Linked DNA regions of Sus scrofa: region 2 is linked to region 1. Evidence: chromatin contacts called from public promoter capture Hi-C data. All regions are on one chromosome and are shown on one strand. Each heading gives the region's core, a stretch centred on a gene start, on an enhancer-like site or on the middle of the called end of the contact. The rest is flanking DNA. Distances are from core to core; before and after follow the strand shown.

The links. Promoter capture Hi-C pulls out the DNA fragments that hold promoters and counts their contacts.
Region 2: a contact with region 1 is called in a promoter capture Hi-C map of liver, with 2.8 times the contacts expected there. The contact joins the promoter of CRNKL1 here to the promoter of NAA20 in region 1. A contact is called at or near these places in 1 of 5 promoter capture datasets (liver), 5 of 47 Hi-C or Micro-C datasets (epiblast stem cells, heart right ventricle, liver and 1 more) and 1 of 2 datasets of contacts at active chromatin or transcription factors (alveolar macrophages).

What each region holds. Positions count from the first base shown.
Region 1 is chr17:28,067,444-28,073,532 of Sscrofa11.1, forward strand. It overlaps NAA20 (N-alpha-acetyltransferase 20), which reads left to right and starts at 2,709. Exons shown (of 7, transcript XM_021077417.1): 1 at 2,709-2,862. The coding sequence starts at 2,810.
Region 2 is chr17:28,110,280-28,116,006 of Sscrofa11.1, forward strand. It overlaps CRNKL1 (crooked neck-like protein 1), which reads right to left and starts at 1,592. Exons shown (of 14, transcript XM_021077415.1): 1 at 1,127-1,592. The coding sequence starts at 1,177. CFAP61 (cilia- and flagella-associated protein 61) reads left to right here and starts at 1,339. Exons shown (of 27, transcript XM_021077413.1): 1 at 1,339-1,409.

The DNA.
Region 1 (6,089 bases), core at 1,459-3,958:
ATAACCATGCACCCCAGGAGCCTAAGGAACTGGGGGTCTCCAAGGCGCTGAAGGTAGTTTGTGCTTCTTACAGTTACAGAGATGCTGGGGACAATAATGGAAACTAGAGTGATTTTTTTTTTAAAGTCAGGTTTGTTTATTTATTTATTTGGCCATACCTCATGGGGTGTGGAAGCTCCCAGGCCAGGGGTTGAACTCAAGCCACAGTAGTGACCCCAGCAGTGACAACACCGGATCCTTAACCGCTAGGCCACCAGGGAACTCCAGAGTCAGGTATATTTACGGTATAAGCTACATACAGTAAAATTCACCCTCTGCAGTTATGAGCTATGAATTCTGACAGGTCTGTTCAGTAATGGAGCCACCATTGTGATCAGTCCTGAACTAAACTTTCTTTTCTGCTTCCCAACCCCTTCCCCTGGCAATACATGATGTTTTCTGTTCCCATAATTCTCTCCTTTCCAGAATGGCATATAAATGGAATCACACAGTTTATAGAATTTTGGCACTGGCTTAACTATCTGTGTACAGGTTTTTGTGCGAACATAGTTTTCATTTCTCTGGATTAAATGCCCAGGAGTGCAATTGCTGCGCTAAATGGTAGCTGCGTATTTAGTTTTTAAGGAAACAAACTCTTTTCCAGAGAGGCTGTACCATCTGACATTCCCACTGGCTATGTAGGAGTAATTCAGCTTTGATTTTTTTTTTTTTTTTTTTTTTGGTGTCATTTCTTGGGCTGCTCTCGGGGCATATGGAGGTTCCCAGGCTAGGGGTCGAAATCAGAGCTGTAGCCACCGGACTACACCAGAGCCACAGCAACTCGGGATCCGAGCTGCGTCTGCGACCTACACCACAGCTCACGGCAACGCCGGATCCTTAACCCACTTAGCAAGGCCAGGGATCAAACCCGAAACCTCATGGTTCCTAGTCGGATTCGTTAACCACTGAGCCACAACGGGAACTCCTGATTTTTGTTTTGTTTTTGTAAATTTCTGTGTTAAACTGCTGAAATTGTCAAAGATGCACTAGGTTTAAAACATATGCACTGTTAAGAATGTTTTATTTCTAATCTCACTTCTAATACAAAAACTTAGTCACCCATAAAAGGGAAAACAAAACTCATGCTGGACTTACTCTTCTCCCCCAGAAACTTTAAACACCGGAAGACAAAAGAATAATGATGTTTACAAAGTTCGGGGGTGGGAGGATATGAGATCCATGAATATCCAGCCAATATTCTAACTCGACATCTCTCACAGACTAAGGAGCTCTGAAGACAGAGCATCAGCCCCATGGGGCCCCTGGAAAACAAAGCAAAGGAAAGCAGAAAACAAACAAACAAAAAAACACTGTAATGAAATCCAACCAACCCATAAATGAATCAAAACAAAGGGAATGAGAAAATTGTAATAAAAAAGTGGCAGCAAGTATTACATCCCTTGAATTACAGACTTAACTGGAGGATGCATATTTGTAACACAGATGTATATATAAATTCTAAAAAAGTCACAATAATACAAGAAACATAATCAAGAGAGGAAGACAGAGGAGACAAAGAGCATTATATCTTTAAATTACAAAGAGACAACAGTGCCCTAAATGGAAAATTCTAATAAAAAATATGACTTCAACCTCAACGATTTTGATTAAGATGTTGAAAACGTGGAGTTCCCGTCGTAGCTCAGTGGTTAGCAAACCCGACTAGAATCCATGAGGACCTGGGTTCTATCCCTGGCCTCGCTCGGTGGGTGGGTCTAGGATCCAGTGTTGCCGTGAGTTGTGGTGTAGGTTCAAGATACGGCTCGGATCCGGAGTTGTTGTGGCGTAGACTGGCGGCTACAGTTCCGATTGGACCCCTAGTCTGGGCACCTTCATGTGCCACGGGAGCAGCCCCCAAAAGACAAAAAGACAACAACAACAAAAAAGTTGAAAACGTATTTACCATATATGATGTGAGGTTTTATATGTGTGTGTGTGTGATCTTTTTTTTCTTTCTTTCTTTTTTTTTGCCTTTTCAGGGCCACACCCGCGGCATCCGGAGGTTCCCAAGCTAGGGGTCTAATCTGAGCTACAGCTGCCGGTCTACACCACAACCGCAGCAGCGCCTGATCCAAGCCGCGTCTGCGACCTACACCACAGCTCAAGGCACTGCCGGATCCTGAACCCACTGAGCGAGACCAGGGATCTAACCGGCAACCTCATGGTTCCTAGTCAGATTCGTTTCTGCTGCGCCACGACTGGAACTCCTGGTATCCTTATTTCTCTGATGCTCTGTAATCTATTCAGTTTTGATCCTGCCAGCTACATCCATCCCGGTTAACTCTGTAAACTGCAGAAAATGGGTAGTAATAAAAATGATTCTTGACCACTGAAACGCACATGCATCGTGCGTGTCCAGGAGGAGATGCACTGGATTGCTGCTTTGTGTACACCGACTTACATCTACTTGTAAATACGTTTCAGCATTCCCGATGGCCTTGTGCAGTTTAGATTCCTCTTTGGACTCACTGTCTAATCTTACCGCTTTGGTTTCCTAACTCCAGAGTCTCTGCTCCTTCCTGGGGGATCCCCCTGCCCGCTTCCCCAGTCACTCCCAACGAGCGGTTGTGAAGTTCTGAAAAAGACCCGGAGACTCCCCAGGAGTTCCCGACTCTGGCCACCAGAGGGAGCTGCGTCGCCTCCACCGTTGCTGAGCAACTCTTGGCCCGGAAGCAGTTCTGCGCTCCGCCCCGCGGCGGCCGCGCGCGGAACGACTTCCGGCGGGGAGTGCGCGGGGTCGCGGAGGGCCGGCTCCTGCGGCTGCGACGGGATGACCACTCTCCGGGCTTTCACGTGCGACGACCTGTTCCGCTTCAACAATATGTGAGTGGCCGCGCTCCCTGACCATGGCCATGCTGCCGCCGTTGCGTCCCCGGGGCCGCGGGGTCGGGGTAGGGAGGAGGCCGGGCCGAACGGACGTGCTGACGCCCCGCTGACCTTGGCCGGGCGCGGACGTCCCACAGCAGCCCAACGCGTGCAGTCCCGGCGCCTCACGGGGCCGTCGGGCAGGGGGCGCGGACCGGTCCCGCGTCTCCGGTCGGCGTCCTCTCGGTGCCGGGGACCCGCGCGGTGCCGCCCAGCTTGGAGGAGGAGGTCCACTTGTGTTCTTGCGGAGTGGCAGTTTCGTGCGTTTCGTTACTGTCGCTGCGCTTCCTGCGGGGGAGTCGGGGGCGGCAAGGCCCACGGTGCGCACTTCCTTGCGTCCGACTTAAGTCGGGGTGTGGGACTTGTACATGCCTTTTTTTTCCCAAACGTTTTATTATGAAAATTTCTGAACACTTAAGAAGTTGACTGTAGACTCATAAGCCGACTCTATCGTTTACAGTGCTACACTGGCGTCATCCATCCATCCACGCATCCACCAATCCCACATCCACTTTAAAGATACTCTGGTAGTCACGTGAAAACTAAGGACCAAGTAGTTCAGATTCAAGTGTCAGGAGCATGGAAAGAACTCGAGACGAGGTAGCTAGAAACATTCAAAAAGTAGCTGAGCCTTGGAAGGTGTGTAAGTGTTGATGGTGGTGAGGAGGGAGGTTTTGGAGAAGGACGCAGGTGTGGAGGTGAGAGCCTCAGGAATGGCCAACACCTCTCAGGTGAGGGACTGTAGTAGCCGGTTCTGTAATTCGGAGGTCAGAGAAACTGGTGAGACTGGTCTGCCCCATTGTTGGGGATTTTCTCCGGGGCCTCTCCCAGTCGGAGGAGCGTAACTGAGGCTGTGTTGAGGTCTCGCTGTGTGTGGATGCGCTTCTTATCCCATCTGGTGTGAATTAACTAAAGTACTGAGTGTGAATTGCCCCTGGTGGGAGAGCCTTCCTGCCGGCAGGAAGCAAGGAGTCAAATTTAAGGACATTTGACTCCAGGGCTGTGCTGCTTAGCGAGGTCCCTGACCACCGGGGAACTTTTTGGAAATGCACATTCTTAGTTGTGTGAAGAGCACCGCTCTGGAGCCTGAGCTCCCCACCACAAGCTGTGAGGAGCGGGAGGCGGTGTGAGGAGTGAGAGGCAGTAAGAGGAGGCATACTAGCAGGTAAGCCTTTTAAGACGCTTTGGTAATGGTGGCTTGACAGAGGCTTGGGTTTGGGAAGTGCAGGCCTGGGAGGTGCCAGTTGCCTGGAAGTTTCAGGAGTAGAGGCAAAGCTTCTGGGAGAATCAGTCCTAACTGAAGACCTAAGAAGGGCCAGTGCTTATATATGAAAAGGAATAGAGTAGAAAGAAAATATGCAGGATCATTTATTTATAACAAAATATCTGATTTCAGAGAATCACCTAGCTCATTAAGGGCTCTTCAGAATATGCCAATAGGGAGACTCCTTGTCCTCCTCATTTTCTCCTAATTCTCACTTTAGTGCACTTCTATCAAGAACTCCTTGGATCACTCAGGGTGTGAAAGAAGCAATGGATGTGGAAACATTGCAGTTAATTTAACAAATGTTGTATTCTTGGAAAAATATCTTATGCCTGCTGTGCACCAGTGCTGAAGACATAGCAGTGAACAGAACAGGGGAAAAAAATTATCTTTCTGGAGTTTACCTTTTAGAGGGGAAAACAAGGTGAGAAAATACAGCATGTAGAACTTAGTGCTCAGTACAAAGGGAAAAATGAGAGCAGGAAAGGGAGATAGGAAGTGAATGGGGATTTGACTTCTGGTAAGGTGTTCAGGGAAGGGGTCACTGCGGAAAGACCATTGGGGGAGAGAGGAGCAGAGGGATGGGTACTTCGAGGCAGAGGGCATAGCTAGTGCACAGACTGCTGTTTCAGACAGGAGGCTGCGGCGGGTGGCCAGTGTGGCTGCAGGGGTGAGTGTGGGGGTGTGAGGTCACGAGGTTGGATCAAAGGGCTGGACCTTGAAGAGACCAGCATAGGACATGGGCCTCTGCCAAGTGCACTTGGTACCAGGTGGAGAAGTCAGGTGGGCATCTGGGCAGGAGAGTCTCATGTTTAGTTCTGTGCTAAAGATAGAAATTTGGGGGCCAACACTACGTAGATGGTATTAAAACCAGGCGGCTAGGGGACATCAGTAATGGAATGAATGTGGGTAGGAAAAAAAGGCTCCAGGTTGGCGCTCCAGGGCATCATGTGTTAAAGGAGCTGAGGCCCAGTGAGGTGGGGCCGAGCTGGGGCAGCATTTCAGGAGCATGCAGCTGTGAGCCATAGTGGGTGGCCAAGCATGCAGCACACGTGTACATGTCTTTCTGGGAGCAGGGCTATGGGACCTGCCCACCAGTGCCCCAGTCCTAGTACAGGAGAGCACATGGAGGGTGGGTACAGATGCTTCAGGTGGGTGGGTTGGGGTGGGATCTTGGTGAAGCTTTCTTCCTACTGTTGTTGTCTTACTGAAACAGGGAGCAGCTGAGATGGAAATAGGGGGACGTTAAGGGCGAACTGGGAGGCCTGGGAAGGTGATTCACATCCCACGTTGTGTTGTATTAGATCCGTGATTCTCCAAGTGTGCACCAGGGCTCCTCAGGATTGTTCTGGGGGTTCTGCAAGGTCAGAGCCATTTTCATGATGACACTAGAGATTTTTTTTTTTGCCTTCCTCATTCTCTCACAAGTGCACAGTGGAGTTCTCCAGGTGTGTGATCTTGCAACAAGCATAACAGATGCAGCAATGAGAATCCAGCTGTTTTCTATTAAGCCAGACATTAACAAGATCTGTAAAATTGTTAAAACAGTGCTGTCATCGCTCGTTTTTGTTCTTCTTTAAAATAAAGTGATTTTTTTGGTTAAAAAAGCTACATTAATATGTAACTTATTATTTTAAAGGGGTGTTTTTAAAAAATTAAATATCAATAGCTATAACCTACATAAAGTTCTTTGGGGTCCCAGTAATTTTTGAGTGTAAAGGCGTTCTGAGAACTGCTGGGCATTGTTAGGGGCCTCAAGGAAGAGACTGTGCAAGAGAAGAGTTGAAGCTGGCTGGTCTGGGGCTGGCAAAATAGTGATTCCCTTAATTGAATAGGAAAGTGAGGGCAGAGCTCTTTGTAGACAAAGCAGAAATGCATTTTAAGAAACGCTGACTCTGGAGTATTGTGGTTGGATATGCTG
Region 2 (5,727 bases), core at 342-2,841, 42 kb after region 1:
AGTAGCCATAATCACATTTGTTGAGTTCAAAATGGGATGGCTTCTAGTGGTAAAATATAATGGGATTTCGAAGATTTAGTATGAAAAAAAGGATAAACTACCTAATTAAATTTTTTATATTCATTACATGTTGGAATGACAATATCTTGGATTGGTTAAATAAAATATATAATTAAAATTAATGTCACCTGCAACTAGTTAAATTTAAAAAATTTAGTGGGGGGAATGAATGTCACCTGTTTTCACTTTTTAATGTAGCTATGAGAAAACTTAAAAATTACCTATGGGGCTCACATTATATTGAACTCAGGGAGCCCAATAAAAGTTTGTGGAATTGAATTGATAATTGTTCAGTGTCATGCGAAGAGTGATGATTATAATAAAATGATAGCTCATACCTAATGAACATTAAGTGCCAGATGCTGTGCTATGCACTTTATATGCGGTATCTCAAAGAATCATCATCTAAGTGGATAAAGGCTCAAGAAAGACACCTGGGCTGGAGAAACAGACTGGAGGGAGAGTATCTGTAAAGGCTTAGGACAAAGCCTCTTACATATTAAGCACTCACTAAGTATTAGCCACCGAAGGAAAAATCAGATTTCTTCTTAAATTATGCTAACTCGCAGGTCTTGTCATCTACTCTCATTCCATCCACTCTCAGCTGGCCAACTTCTACTCCGCCTCAAGGGTCGGTTTAGGTATCACTTCTCAGCAGTCTACTCTGAGACCCCTCACACAAGCCCAGTTTGCCACGGCATGTTCCACGTGGCCTGAGCAGCATTCAAGGTTGTATACTTGTAAAGATACTTTACACTTGTATCTTATTTGAAAGCTGCTCCTTGCTCGCCCTCGTTGGAGCTCCCCAGCGCCTAGCGCGCTACCTGGCTCAGCTGGTCTGTGTGGAACGACCCCAGTCCTCCCACCGCAAAAATGCCTTCCGAGACGATGGCCACGCAAACGCGGGTGCGCCCCCCATCCGCTGACCCTTCCCCTCCAGCTCTCCCGCGGCCCCACATGGGGCTGGCCGGCTCCCTGGACCACACGCCTCCCGCCCCGGGAACCGCGGAGGCCAGGCCAACCCCCTTCCCGGGCCTCCTCCCTCAAGGCTCGCGCCGCCGCCTACCTTGGCCACTTTCGGGATCCTCTGCTTCCCGGCCGCGGTGGAGGCCGCCATGGCTGCAGCGTCAGACCTCGGGCAAGCCCGGGACCCCACAAACCAACCGGGAACGCTCGCCTACACTTCAGGGATTTCCGAAAACAATCGGGATCCCGGAACCGGAAGCGGAAGTGGCTGGGGGACGTTTGACCTCCCGACGGCGCCGTGACGGAGGCAACGTCGTTTCTGTGGTAACGGTCTGCGCGTCCTCCTAGGAGCCGTGGGCGGAGCACGGCGGCTGGAGTTGCAGGTGAGTTGGATAGTGCTGGCTCCCGGTAGGGACGTGGGGAAAGTGCAGGGCGCCGGTCGCTCATCCACAGGTCGTCTCCGGGACTGGGATGCCCGTCCGAGGATGGGTGGATCTATGGAGCCCTGTTGCCAGGCAAGGGGATAGGAACCCGGCTCCGGTCAATACGCTCGAGGGCGTGGAAAAAGAGGCTGGCCAGAAAAACTGCTATTCCCGGCATGCCGAGCGGCGAGCTGCTAGGCTCCTAGGCGGCCCGACGCCGCTGTGCATTTTAGGCTTTGTAGTCTTTGAGATTTACTCTCTCTTGGTTTCTGGCTAGTTGTGACTAAATACTTAACTTTAAGGCTTGTAATTTAAAGTAACTGAAGGTTTTTAAAAGCCAGATAATAGAAATAGAGTGAAAATAAATCGTCAGAGTAATAGCAAATATGCCAATCTTGTGGTCAGATAAACATATTTAAATTTTCTTTGTGCCTTAATTTCATCAATTCTCTTAGCCCCGATGTCCCTAACTATAAGACGCAGATAATATCTATTTCACCAGGATTAAAAAGAAAAATATAAGTAATGTGCTCAGTAAATTTTAGTCGGAATATTTCTTGAACTGCTTTCAGAAACAAAAATTAATATGTGTGTGCCAATGATTAAGAGAATTTTTAAAAATAGAATTTATTTTTTAAGAGCAGGCTTAGTTTCACAGGAACATTGAATGCAAAGTACAGAAAATTCCTATTTCTCCTGCCCTGGACTCCAGCCACTGCACTATCAATATCCACCACCAGCGTAGGGAACCTATGTTGACATATCTTCATCAACCAACCTTCATAGTTTACATAGGGTTTACTCGTCATGTTGTGCATTCTGTGGGATTTGACAAATAATACAGTGCCATCTGTCCACCATTATGGAATGGTAAAGAACATTTTCACTGCCCTAAAAATCTTCCGTGCTCCGCCTATGCATCCCTCCTTCCCATTTTGTTTCCTGTAACCACTAATTTTTTTTCAATGGCAGTCTTTTGTAGACTGTCATATCATTAGAATTATATAGTGTGTAGTCTTTTCAGGTTGGTTTCTTTCACTTGGTAATATTCATTTTAGATTCCTCCCTGTCTTGTCATGGCTTGATAGCTCATTGTTTAAAAGATTGACAGTTGAAAGCCTCTTTTGGTGTTTGGAAAATATATTTATGTATTTATGTATGCAGATCACATCCACCTTTGCAGAAGAAATTTTATGCTGATTTCCCAGACTGAAGTCACCTGTAACCAATATAAAAACGTTTGCCATAGTTTCTGTACATCTTATTATTATTTAAATATTGAACGTTTTCTCACTTTTCAAATTTTAAATAAATTGAGATTTTATATAACTGTGATAGAAGTCACCTAAGGAAAGAAATAGCTATTAAAATAAAAAGATATTTCCCTTGAGTTCTCTTCAGATTGTAACTATACACAATTGATTTGACAAAGTTTAATCATCTATAGCAGCCTCTCAAAGACACAAACACCTAGAATGTTTTCTTTCTGATTGCCATCCTTCCATTTAATTGTATGTGGATTCAATTCAGCTGTTTTTTAAAAGCAAAATTTATCAACGTTATTGCTTTTCTTCTTCTCATCCGTGTTTATTTATATACACCTGCTCATTTACTTGTCTTTCCCCAGGATTTCATCTTGCGGTCCACTTTTGATTTTTTTTTCTTCTTCCTGATATATATCTTTTACTGGTTCTTTCATCTAGGTAATTTGAATGGTAGTTTTTTTCAGTCCTTGTAGTGAATTGTCTTTCTTTTCACCTTCATTTTTTAATGATCACTAATCTAGGTACAGAATTCCAGGTTAATGATTATTTTTACCTCTACATTTCTAAAATACTGTTCTAGTGATCCAGAAATTATAGCCCATTGGCCAAATTCAGCTCATTATCTCTTTTCATGTGGCCCACAAGCTAACACATTTAAAAACATTTTTAAACAATTGAGAGAAAACTAAAAGAATATCTCATGATGCCCTCAACTATATAAAAGTCAAATTTGTGTCCATAATTAAAAAATTTTAGAGTACAGTTTTCATGAAATTTGAGCAGGTATCTATCTAGACAACAAAAAGCCAAGTGATACAATACTGTATTTTGAAAGAAGACCATAGGAGTTTCCATCATGGTGCATTGGAAATGAATCCAACAAGGAACAATGAGGTTGCGGATTCTATCCCTGGCCTCGCTCAGTGGGTTAAGGATCTGGCGTTGCTGTGAGCTGTGGTGTAGATCCCAGACATGGCTTGGATCTGGCATTGCTGTGGCTGTGATGTAGGCCAGCGGCTACAGCTCTGATTAGACCCCTAGCCTGGGAACCTCCACATGCCGCAGGTGCGGCCCTAAAAAAAGACCATACACACTGTATAATTCTATTTTTCTGATGCCTAAAAAATGGCAAAGAGTGTCTGTGTGACAGAAGTCCACACAGCAGTTACATTTGGAGGAGAGAACCAGTGGGCGTGCCCTGGGCCAGCCCTCCAGGGGCTGGGAATGCCCCATATTGCTCTTTTTTTTTTTTTTACATTTTTTTCCCATAATTATTTTTAATTACAACAATAATAAAAACTCCATTAATGAAGCAAATCTTGTTAGAAACTAATTAAGAAAACTTGATAGAATTCAAATTGGAAACAGTTTGAATTGACAATTCTGAGTGCATAGTGGTAAGAAACTATCTATCATACAGTAATTAAAGAACATTTGAAATCTTACCCTTCAGCTGTATCTTCATAGCTCTTTTATAATTGTAAGTAACTAGCTAGTTAACTAATTCTAAAGCAAATATATTCATCACTGTATACAATTTTCTTTTCATGTTCAATAATATCTAGTGATTGGTTTGCATGGTTTAGGAAGAATGCCTGTTCTTTAAATTTTTTTTTACAAAATAAAATACATATATTTAAATTACATTCACACAGATTATTATATCATGGATCTTAAGAAACATATTAAACGACTCTTTTTGGAGAAGTTGAATGGAAAATATACTGAGACAAATAGGAAATTTATTCTATACTTTATCCCATTTTGTATGGCTTTCATCTTTACTATTTAGTATTATCTATTACATTTCAGTTTTTCTTTAGAAATTAGCATTATATTAAAATTGTGTGTATTATGCAACTAAAATTTATAAAGAAGAAAGCCTTATATATCGTTAAGTATTTTATATAGCATAATAAAAAGAATAACTTAATGTAAGAATAACAAAAATAATACACCCTCTGAAAATAAGTAAAATATAAAATGCTAAGTTGGTTAAAAAACAGTGTAACTATATAAAATATGTCCTCACAATTTGTTACATCTCATTGATTCTTCAATAAAGGCATTACACCATTCTAGGTAATGTGATAAACAAGACATTATAGACTTTACATTGTACCATGGAGAGAAATGGTTATTAATAATCCCATACTGCTCTTAAAGTCTGTGCAATGGCAAAAATTAACTTTCCTGTGTTGGAGCTTACTGGCCAAGAACATTAATCAGATGTTTTTCCTTAGGGAAAAGGAAGAGAGGAAAAAGAGAGAGAGGTGGGGAGAGACACCCACTGAGTTAGCGAGACATTGAGAGAAAGGTTGAAATCATTTTGTGGCCCACTGTTCTGTGGACAGCGTACCCAGCGCATTTTTCTGAACATGAGACCCTCCACTGTTGCAGTCATCCAAGAGTCTCCCCAGAGGGGCTGTGGGAGAGGCTGAGTTCTACAAAGAAAGCAGGCACTTAAAAAATTTTTTTTTATTATAGTTGATTTGCAATGTTCTATCAATTTCTGCAGTTCAGTAAAGTGACCCAAAAAGTATATACATTCTTTTTCTCACATTATCCTTCATCATGTTGCATCAGAGGTGATGAGATAGAGTTTCCTGTGCCATACAGCGGGATTTCATTGTTTATCCACTCCAAATACAATAGTTTGCATCTACTAACCCCAAACTCCCAGTCCATCCCACTCCCTCCTCTTCCCCTGAAAGCAGGTGCTTAATCCTGGAATGTCTCAGACAGTTTAATGGACATTGTGCACCCTGAGGAAGGCCCTTGCAAGAAGCATTTATTTTCTTTCTTTTTTTCTTTTTGGCTCTGCCTGTAACATGAGGAAGTTCCTGGGCCAGAGATTGAACCCAAGCCACAGCGGTGACAACATTGGATCCTTAACCACTAGGCCAACAGGGAGCTCATACTTATTTGACCATAGGACTCTTTTCACCTCAAAATATCCCTCAGGATTGCTGCCCTTCAGGGCTCCAGTTTGGAGCCTTTTTTTTTTTTTTTTT